Regions from separate parts of the Mus musculus genome. Here region 1 is linked to region 2. Evidence: chromatin contacts called from public promoter capture Hi-C data. All regions are on one chromosome and are shown on one strand. Each heading gives the region's core, a stretch centred on a gene start, on an enhancer-like site or on the middle of the called end of the contact. The rest is flanking DNA. Distances are from core to core; before and after follow the strand shown.

What was found. Promoter capture Hi-C pulls out the DNA fragments that hold promoters and counts their contacts.
Region 1: a promoter capture Hi-C map of embryonic stem cells shows a contact between it and region 2, with 13 read pairs. The contact joins the promoter of Cryl1 here to the promoter of Gjb6 in region 2. A contact is called at or near these places in 7 of 39 promoter capture datasets (3T3-L1-derived adipocytes, cranial neural crest, embryonic stem cells and 2 more), 3 of 115 datasets of contacts at active chromatin or transcription factors (embryonic basal ganglia, embryonic stem cells and stem cell-derived neural progenitor cells) and 2 of 9 other capture datasets (embryonic stem cells and pancreatic islet).

Annotation. Positions count from the first base shown.
Region 1 is chr14:57,395,836-57,400,836 of GRCm38.p6, forward strand. Cryl1 (crystallin, lambda 1) reads right to left here and starts at 2,648. Exons shown (of 8, transcript NM_030004.3): 1 at 2,573-2,648. The coding sequence starts at 2,613.
Region 2 is chr14:57,129,758-57,135,097 of GRCm38.p6, forward strand. It overlaps Gjb6 (gap junction protein, beta 6), which reads right to left and starts at 3,854. Exons shown (of 3, transcript NM_001010937.2): 1 at 3,429-3,854; 2 at 1,043-1,207.

The DNA of each region.
Region 1 (5,001 bases), core at 1,398-3,897, 260 kb after region 2:
GTCTCTCCAGTAGCTTCCTTCTCCTTTCTCTTCTCAGGAGAGTTAGACGTATCCTAGTCTGTCAGATCTTTCTCTGGTTCATCATTCTGTCTGCCACTCAATTAGACATCACTTTCAAACATGAGTGCCTCCTTCTACAAACTACTTTACTTTCATTGTTTGGGTTTAAAGGTGTGTAGTAAAGGTCTGTCTGTATTCCAGCCCGAGGGATAAGAGGTGTGGGCTAAGGCTGAGCTACACCACAACTAGAAACAGCTTTTTTTCAGTAAATAACACAATCTTGGCGTTCACAATAAGATTAAATATCTTGCATCAGAGTTCAGCTTTGGCTACATGAACCCTGCCACACACACACACACACACACACACACACACACACACACACACACTTACAGTGAGCCAGTAACCTGACACATTTTTATAGTTCTGGCACTTTTAGAGGGCTGAAACAGGAGAACCAGGCCAGCCTAGGCTACATAGTAAGGTCCTATATCAGATGGGGTAAAAATGACCTAGGGTATAGGTCAATAAGAAACTTACCCACACTTGCAGGGCCCTGAGTTTAATCCTCACACTTCAAGAAGAAGGGGAAGAAAGGGAGAGAGGGAAGGAGTGAGAGGGAACAAGATAGAGGGATAGAAGAGGAAGAACAGCCCAGGGAGAGGCCTGGGGTGTAAAGGTGTTTGCCATGAAAACCTAGGGACCTAATCTGAGTTTGATCCCCAGGCCCCACATAAGGGTATGGAGAAAACCAACTCCACAAGGTTGTTTTTTGATCTCTACTCATACTACATATACCTACACACACACACACACACACACACACACAAATAAATATATTTTTAAAAACTTGTCTAACTTCTTTCAAAAGAAAGCAGTGAATCGCTGCCAGGTCTATTTCTATGTTGTTTTTGGTTTTGTTTGAGATTCTTGCCCAGGTTGGCCTGGAACTTGAGATCCTCCCATCTCCACCTTCCTAGGATTACAGGCGTGCAGGTGCGCAAGGGAGCAGCCCGGCCAAGCTCTTCATCCAGGTATTAAGGCATTGATTTACATTCTGGGCGCCATCAGTTAAAACGGATATTCCCATGAGTCACCCATGGGGCCCTGAAAGATAGAGACGGTCAGTGATAGGACAGAAATAAAGTTGATAGAGATGAGATAAGATGGTAGAAGATAGGTAGTAGATATAATATAGATAGATAGATGATTGACTGACAGCTGGATAAGCAAATGAGAAAGAAGGACGGGGAAGGATGAGGGAGTAAGCAGAAGACAGAATTTCCACATTAGAAAACAATAGCTCAGGTCATCTTGTGCTCCTTAAGATGTCCCGGCCCCCTTCTAGTTCCCTGTCCATGAGCTCAGAAATAACTGACTGTTGAGTCTCTCCTTGGGAGTCTATGAACCACCCACAGCCAGACGAATGCAAAATCCAGTCAAAATCCCACATGACACCTGTCAGGTGCAGGCAGAGATCTACTTCCCAACGGAGACCTGCAAAAACCTAGCCCGTGACACCAGTGGCTCTCACAGAAGGCGAGGCAGCACAGTTCACCACAGGAGCAAAGTGCACACTTTTGATATTTCTTGACCATTCAACCACAGGCAACCACGGGAAAGGACAAAGGTACAGCTAATTCTGCAGTTCTGTAAGAGAGAAAATAGCAACAGCATTCTGACACCTCCCTCCAAAGAACTCTCAAGGAAAAAGCCTGAACTTGGGACTGGTCTGCAGGCAGAACAACAAGTAGCCAAAACTATAAGCAGGGACATGAAGCCACTCCTTTAATAGCTACCAACCAATACTAGTTATTATGTGTTGCTACACGTTGATAGACTTTCAGACAGCTAGGCAATGAAAGATATTCTAAGCGTTCTTATTTTTTAAAAAAAGAAGCAATAAGGAGAAAGGGGAATCATGAGAACAGAAATTGGTGTGTCAGATGAACTTGGGCTGTTAAAGTGACTCAGCCTCCTGCCTTGGGACACATACACACAGGAAAGCAGGGTGCCTTGACTGACAAGGTTTCTGCCTCGAGAGATTTAGCCTAGCCCAGTGGTGCATGCGAACCAGCCTCCTTGCCAACCCAGGCCAATAGTTATCCGTTAGTTACTATCATCTTGGTAAAACTCTTGTCTGCGTTCTTAATAAGAATAAGCTGCTTTCACGCTGGGGTATTTGGCAGGAGGATCAAGAGTTCAAGGATAGCCTCAGCTAACCTAGAAATTTTGAGGCCAGGATGAGCTACACAAGACCTCCGTCTCAAAAGCATAAGAACACAGTTTTCGCAGGTTCATTGCTAGTATTCAATGATGCCAGGCACCTCTGGCCTGCGCTGACAAAAGTGACCCCGCACCGATTTAAGGCTCTCCTTACTGCTTGGCTAAGCCACGGCCACCACCTAGTCTACTGCCAGACTAGCTTCGGAGCCCAAGTGCGAAGCGCCTGGAGGAGCGAGGTACAGCCTGATGCCCACCCGAGGCACCCACGGCCGCCCGCGGGAGGTCCCGCGTTCGGGACGCTGCCAGGGCGCCAGCCATTGCAGCACGGCGCCACTGAGACCTTTACCTGCCTACGATCACCACCCCGCCCGCTGCTGGGGACGCCATGGCAGATCCGGGCCTGGCTGTACAGCTGCGTTAGCGGAGGGAGCGAGCAAAGCAGAGCGGGTCGCGCGCCAGAATAAGGCTGGGCGCCTGGGTGGGCGTGCCCAAACCTCATGAGGACTATCCCATTGGCTGACAAGCTCCGGGGAGGGGCCAAGGCGCAGGAGAGGCGGAGCCCTCGGGGAGAGACTTCAGGAAGGCCACTGGGCTCTAGCACCGGGGAGCGTGGGACGGTGGATGCAAACAGGGAAGACCAGACACTTCTGAGCTGAGCAATTTTTATTTTTAAGTTTCTAACAGGAAACCATTAAACCATGAGCGGATACTGCCAGGTTGGCGCAAAGGTTCACCCCAGAGACACTTTCAAGAAAATGTTGCTTTAAAGACGTTAGCACCAGTTTGTCACTTTAAGGACTTTTGTTCCACTGTTTACATTCTACTCTACACTGGAAATCCAGGTCTGGTGAGATACCTGCAGCCTGGCTTCACTGATGTGAACGGAGGCCCGGATACTTAAGGGACAAGCTACAAATGGAAACTCCGGATATGTTACTCTGAGAAACGGAAGGACGAATTTGAATTCCTTGTAGCGTACCACAGCTTCTGTGTGCCTTACTTCCTCCTTCCAGAGGCGTGCAGTGCCAAATGTGTTAGGAAAAGAAAAAGAAAAACCAAGCAGGGCGTGATGGAATGCACCTGCTCTCGCAAAACCTGGGAGGCTGAACCGGGAGTTCCAGCCAGGCTACATTCAGAGACAGCAAGACCCTGTTGCAAAAAAAAAAAAAAAAAAAAAAAAGGCTAGTGCCCTGATTACACTTGGGTCTGAGACCAGAGAACGAGAGGCATTACACTGCATGACACAAGTTTTGTGCCCACAATCGGAAGTGGAAACACTTTGAGGCCAGCAGTTTGGGAAAAGCTGAAATCAGAACACACTCACACTGACAGATTCAGGAGAGTAGACACTTGCCTTATTCCCACCACCTTGTCAGGGATTCGGAAAGAGAAACCTCTGAGGCAGTCAGGTTTTTAAACAGTTCCACAAATTATCAATAAACATTTGAAGATGCCGAGCCCCGTTTAAATGAGATGAAAAGTGGCACGAGGAAAACACCTTTTACCCATCAGATCGGCCAAATTACACTGATGGCCAGTCCCTCTCTGCAAGGGAGAGTGTACTGACTGGTTTTGTGTCATCTTGACACAAGCTGGAGTCATCAGAGAGGAAGGCTGCTCAGTTGAGGAGATGCCTCCATGAGATCCAGCTTAAGGCATTTTCTCAACTAGTGATCAAGAGGGGAGGGCCCATTGTGGATGGCCAGTAGGCAGCTCCCTATATAGCCCCTGCATCAGTTCCTGCCTTCGGGTTCCTGCCCTGCTTGAGTCCCTGACCTGACTTCCTTCGGTGACAAACTGCAAGACTAAACCTTTTCCTCCCCAACTTGCTTTTTGGTCATGGTGTTTTGTTGAAGTAATAGAAACTCTAACTAAGACATATTTTCTTACAAACCTAAGGCAGCTTTAAACTGTCTCTTCCTTTCTGAAGAAGAAGGTCAAATGACTAAGGTTATGAATGCCACCTTATCCTATTTTGTGTCTGCCTAGACACTCCTCCATCTTCAATCCTGCAAAAGCCGTATCTGCCTTGGCAATGCTTATTTTCAGTGCATGATCCTGACCATGGTCCAGGCATATTAACCAAAATAATTAATGTTTGCACAAGCTAAAGCTAAACCAACTAAGAGGGTGTATAAATAAAAAAGAAGTAGTGTCTAAAAAATACTGCTGAGTTTTACAAGAAAACTTAGATGTTACTAGGACACCCCAAATTCCTCACTAATGTGAACCCTACCTCTAGCACTAGTGCAATTGTGGTTTTTGTTTTTAAAAACACCATGCCCCTGAGCTTGAACATCAAGAGACATTTTGGAGTCATGAGCCCACGTTGGTCTAGCAATTAATAAAGGGCTCGTGTACTTATAATAGGTTTGATTAGCATGGTTGCCAGTAGCTACCTCTTATGGATCATTTCAAGGTCACAGTAAGTCATTTGGGAGAGCATCTGCCACAGCTCAGGATCAAAAGTACCAACTCAAGATCATTCATAGTCAAATACTGAGCTGGAGACAAGAGGGAAAGAAGCAGGGGGAAGGGTCCCAGGGGAGATGGAGAGACCCGATTAGGTCATTGGGTACATATTCCCCAACTTAATGTAGTGCTGGGCGACCCTAGTTAGTTGTCACCAAGCGAATTAGTATAAATAAGGCTAACCTACCACATGCATCTCCATGCAGCTATTTTTAATTCCTTCTTCATTGTGTTGTGCAGCCAAGGAACACCCAGCAGTGGCCAAAATGGAGGTCACTGATCTTGGACTGGTAGCTTCCCGTA
Region 2 (5,340 bases), core at 2,604-5,103:
GAGGAAAGGTCACTAGAGCAGAAGTCATTTCCCAAATTCCTGCAGCCCCCAGAACCCTTTGCTGCCTTCCGTGAACAAACACCCACTTCGCTTCCATGGGGTCAGAGCTGGTGGGAGGAGCTGTTTCAGTGAAAATCAAACCATTAACTGTTTCTTTGTACACCAGAGAGGTCCGTTTAATCTGACAGCTTCCTGGCTTGCCTATAAGGAACAAATACATAGATATGCTTAGCCCCATAGATGTCACTTTACAAGAATGTGGTTCCATTTAGGTTTAGGAAGACAAATCGCATCTATTTCTGTGATGTATTGAATTACAGTGCATAACTCTATACTCAGTCTTGATATTATAATTCCAATGTTAAATATTTACCACTAAAGATAAAGTGAGAGCACTTTTGGGCCACACTATTATGAAGTGGTTCTGTTCTTCCTTTGACATTTCAAATAAGCTGGGTCTACTTTTGTTCCAGCAGTGATGTGATTCCTTGATCATTTTTACAATCCTGTTTTGAGAGAGGTCTTGCTATGTATTTCTAACTGACCTTGTACTCCTAGAGAGACCTCAAACTCATGGTCATTCTCCTGTCTCAGACCTCAAGAAGCTATATAACATAATAACCGGCTTTTGAAACTTTTGGTATTTGAAGGCTGAAGACAATTTTATTAGAGTTGAAGAAAAAACCTCGGGGCAGGTGAGTTGTCATTGTCAGCAGCTGCCAGGAGGAAGAGGGGCGGGCAAGAGGATCGAAAGCCTTGCCTTCGGTGTTACACCTGCCTGTTCGGCAAGGATGGTCTGAAACGCGTTACTTTGGAATTTAATTACAGCTGGCTAAATCATGTCATTTTAACTCCACGGAAGAGAGAACCCAAACGAAGGCCCCCAGCACACAGAAAGAGCTTTCTTTTTTTCTAGATCAATCTACAGTACACTTTGAAAAAAAAAATCACCTGGTGATGATTTAATAGACCCAAGAGGAAAGCACACTCTGATGTAGAGCTGAAGGGATAAGAAAACCAGACTCAAGCAAAACACCCAAACCTGAGTCTTGTTCTCCAGGGCTTCCAGGGCGCCCAGCTCAAGAGTCACTGCAAAATCCCTCTGCAAGGACTTCTGTCTTTCCCTCCTACTCCTCTGGACATCAGCAGCGGTAGTGGTGGTGGCACTGCACTGCTGCTCTGTTTAGGGTCACAGTGGGAATGTCACCTGTTGAATGAAAAGAAAATCATTGCTGCCAATGTTGTCAAGTTCTGCGCAAATTCATTGGACGACCTTTGTGTCACGAGACGCATGAAAGGGTAAATTTGGATGTTGTCAGTTTCACATGCTTTGTACTCCTCTGCCCCATGAAAGACTCTCTCCAGGGTAGCTTTCTTTCCCTGTTAATCACAACAGCAGTGGTGGTGATGATAATCCACTATCTCGAACCTCAAACTCAACTTCCAAGTATGAAAAAAGTGGTAGAATTTGAAAAGCTGGGTACAGCCACCTTCCCAATACCAGAGTTTAAAAAAAAAAAAAAAAAAATCTGAAAACTAAAAAGTCATCCTTTAATCAAGAAATCTCTAGAAATCTCAGGTGACCCAAGAGACAACCTGATAGTCCAGTTTGAAATTTAATGACGCAAACCATCAGGATCTATGATTTCAAAACAGTGAGTAGTGATGGCATCAGGTTTAGGATTCATATACCTTGTCAACATCCACTGGCGCCAACGAGACCTTTGCTGTGCCTTTACATAGAAGAATGGGCAAGCCACAAAACTGTGTTTCTTCTTCCACTGAGCTCCAAACGACAATTAATTTCAACATCCCTTCCCTAGGCCCTTCTTAGCAGCTGCCTGTTCCAAGCAAGGCTCTCTCCTCTCCAAACACTTCCTTTAGGTTCAATTACAATTAAATAACTCTGAAAGAGGCAGGGGAGGCTCCTGGGGCCCAGTTCCACCCTCCCAGATCAAGCAACAGCTCCTGAAAATCCTGCCTAGGACAGTGTAAGATTATGGCCCCCGGGACCAAGAAACTTCAGTTACAAACAATCTTCCCATGATTGTATCCCACCTAACCAATGCACACAAACCTAGACTCTGGAATTTTCAGACTGAGGATGTACAAGTCTGAGCTTTCTTTCTATTGATAAAATCGTTGAAAGACCCTACCCAACTCTTCTCCGTATCTCACACGCCAAGAGAGAAAACAGAAATAGAGAACAAAGTCACCATGGGAATTTACCTTTCAATAACAGCCACCAGTGTGACCTGGGTTGGTGGATCAGTCTTGTGGGTCTCAAGTCCCCCTGTGAGGTGAACAGGAACCCTTCGCACCCCCAGTTATGTGACAGCAGGCTTTTTCCATCACCTCCCCCCTTTCTTGGCAGAGTTCAGACAGCACCCCCCCCCCCCCCAAAAGACTCTGCTGAATCCAAAGAGCTGACAAAGCTCTCCACAGGGGCCGTTCTGAGCAGCATCCTGCAGTTCTAAGGAAACTGCATCAGGACAGGACGTTTTTCTTCTAGAACACTGCTTGGATTCTGTTAGAACTGGGGCAAAGAAAACATAGCATCTACTTGAAAGAAAACAAGACTGCAGCGTTAAACTTAATCAGGCTCGAACGGACTAAAGTCTCCTGGTTGGTGTCCCTTACCGCGGCTGCAGGTCCACGGACTTTCCAGTGTCCATAGCTGTATGAAGGCCACATTCTCTGAGACCGGAGGCCTGGTCCCCAGGAATAGAAGGGAGCCCAAGTTTGCAAAACCCAGGCTGCTAACACCTGGAACTAGGCTCATTCAGGAAGTATTATCCGCGTCTGAACTTTTTAATTCGACATGTCACCAATTACTTTTAATTACTATTGTGCACTATACTGTCATCTTCGTTTCATAAGTTCCAGAGTCTTAATCATGCAGCCTGAATGGGCATTTCTCTCCAAGTCGCAGGGTTTGACTGACCATAAACATCATTCCTTGCTGTGCTTTTCTGCCCGCTCCCCAAATCGATGACAGCCCCAAACCAGCAAAGGAAATGAGAAAAGGGACTTAATCCGGACTCTAGTCACTTTAAACAGCCTGGTGTGTTTATAAAACCTGTCGTGCAAGTCAGAGGGGCATGGTGCATGCAGAAGTCAAACTAGTCCATCCCAGTTCCTACTGCAGGGCACGAGGGAGGGGGCGGCGCGGGTGACAACCACCCTGCCGCGGTTCCAGTTCCCGGTGGGCTCGCAAAGGCGGGATGCCGATGGGAGGCAGATAAGGATGCTGGCAAACCCCCGCCTCCCCCCCCCCCACCCCCCGCATGGTCAAGACTGTCTGTAACCGCCGGGCCGCCTGGAGATACTTGCCACCCCCTCGTCCCACAAATCTGGCGAGAAAGGGAACAGACCACTTCCTTTACCTGCCCGGGTTTCTCGGAGGAAATGCTCCCACTCGCGCTTACCTGCTCGGTGGGAGCCGGCTCCAGGCTCGCAGCGGCACTCAGAGCTCCTACCCTGAGCGTAGGTTGGATCAGGCGCCGGCGGTTCACAGCGGGAATGGAATCGGGGACAGTGCGGGTGGAGCCCCGGTTTCCACCTGTGGCTTCTTTTAACCGCGCCCCCACCCCGCCTCTGCCTGACGCCGCACGGGAGGGCTGCGGGAGAGGAGCGCGGGCACTCGACGCGCCTTCTGTGGTGCGCACCGCCCTCTCTCCGGGACAGAGGAGCGGGGCGGGTCCCCTTCTGTGGAGCAAGGGGCAGGGGACCTTCCCTGTTAGGGCCAGGTCTTAGTGGTACTATATTAGGGCACTCGTTGGGATCCTTCTTCTGAAGCCAGGGACCACTGCGAGTGTCCCCTAGGAGAGACTCCAGGTGTAGGCTGGTCTTCCCTTGGGTTGGGGACAGAAGGCTTGTCCCTTCTTGTGGATGTGGGTGGAGCGTGGACCGCGATGGGCAAGCTCAGCCAGATCCCATCAAGGACAGGGAAAAGTTGCCCGCTGGGGCCTTGCTGGGGCTGGACACTGGAGGGCCCTTAATGAAGTGAGGGCTATCCAGAGTACGGGGAACAGGCTTGTGGACCCAGCTAGTAGTGAGTCTCTCCTGTTGGTCATCCTGGTAGGAAGACAACTGGTTTGTTTTCATCCTTTCTAGACCCTTTGGGCACCCTCTCCTCTAGAGCAGCCTGGAGGTTCTTTATTCCTTAATGACCACTTAGGAGTCTCAAAGGTTTGTTTTTATTAGTCATCTGAATCCCTTCCTGCATTGTCCAGGGAAGGGGAGTGGACTTCCATCTTGAGAGATCCCACTGTGTCTGCTGTCACATCAAGGGCAGGGTAAGGTCAAGGCAAGCATAGAGGGTGGTACAGGGGGTCCTGGGCTGGAAATGTTGGAAGCCATGTAAGGACCTAGTTTTACAGGGCCTGCCCTGTGCTACTTCAGACAAGACTTGTAACATGTGTAACTTGGTTATTTTACAAAATTGGCTGGCAGGTATGTTCTTACCTGTTGGGTCATATTCTCACTTTAGCTACATTCTACCTGTTGGTTCACGTTCTCTCACAAAACGAGAGTAATAGTGCTTCCTAAAATGTCTCTCCCAGGTCATGGAGGTTGAGTCAACGCTTTATAAAAACCCACCTTAATAAAATACTTGAACCAGAGTTCTCGGAATTGGACCCGAATCATGAAAATTTGGAGCATACAGATGGTCTCTAGAATGACCTTGAACCCAGGGATGGAGACAAAAACAAGGCCGCTGTAGGCTACCCTGGTGTCCCTCCCTGCCTCCCACAGTCTGACTACAACACGTTCTTAGTTCCTTCTCCACCTCACCTGAAAGCACACATGATCCAGTCAGGCTCACGTGTGGTCATTTTCCCCCTGAGCAGATTGTAAACTTCTTTGGGGATCATCAATATATTTTTAAGTTTTAAGTTCTTGCTTTCTTCATTCCTACAGTAATGGTCACTTTGCACATAGTAGGCATGGATCCACAAGGATCTGTGCATTGCTTAACAGAGCTGAACCAGCACAGCAGATAATCCCGAAGGACAACTCTTGCTTCTTCCTATAGAATAAATATTACCCCGGTTCTGGCTCCTTGTACAGCAGTACCAGGGCAAGCAGGTGGAAGATGCCCCAGGACCACACAGGACAGAAGTCAGAAGAAAGAGCCCGGAGGATTGCCTTATCACACAGGTGTCCAAAGAGGAGCACACTTGACACAGAAAATCACGTCCTTCTTGCTCACATCCTCTGTGCCAGTGCAGAGGCCTTTGATCTTTTCACATACTTCTAGGCACCTTTAGTGGTCAGTGTTCTTCTCTTCTTGTCAGGCAGGTTTATTGCAGCAATTAATGGAGACTTGGTGAGCTT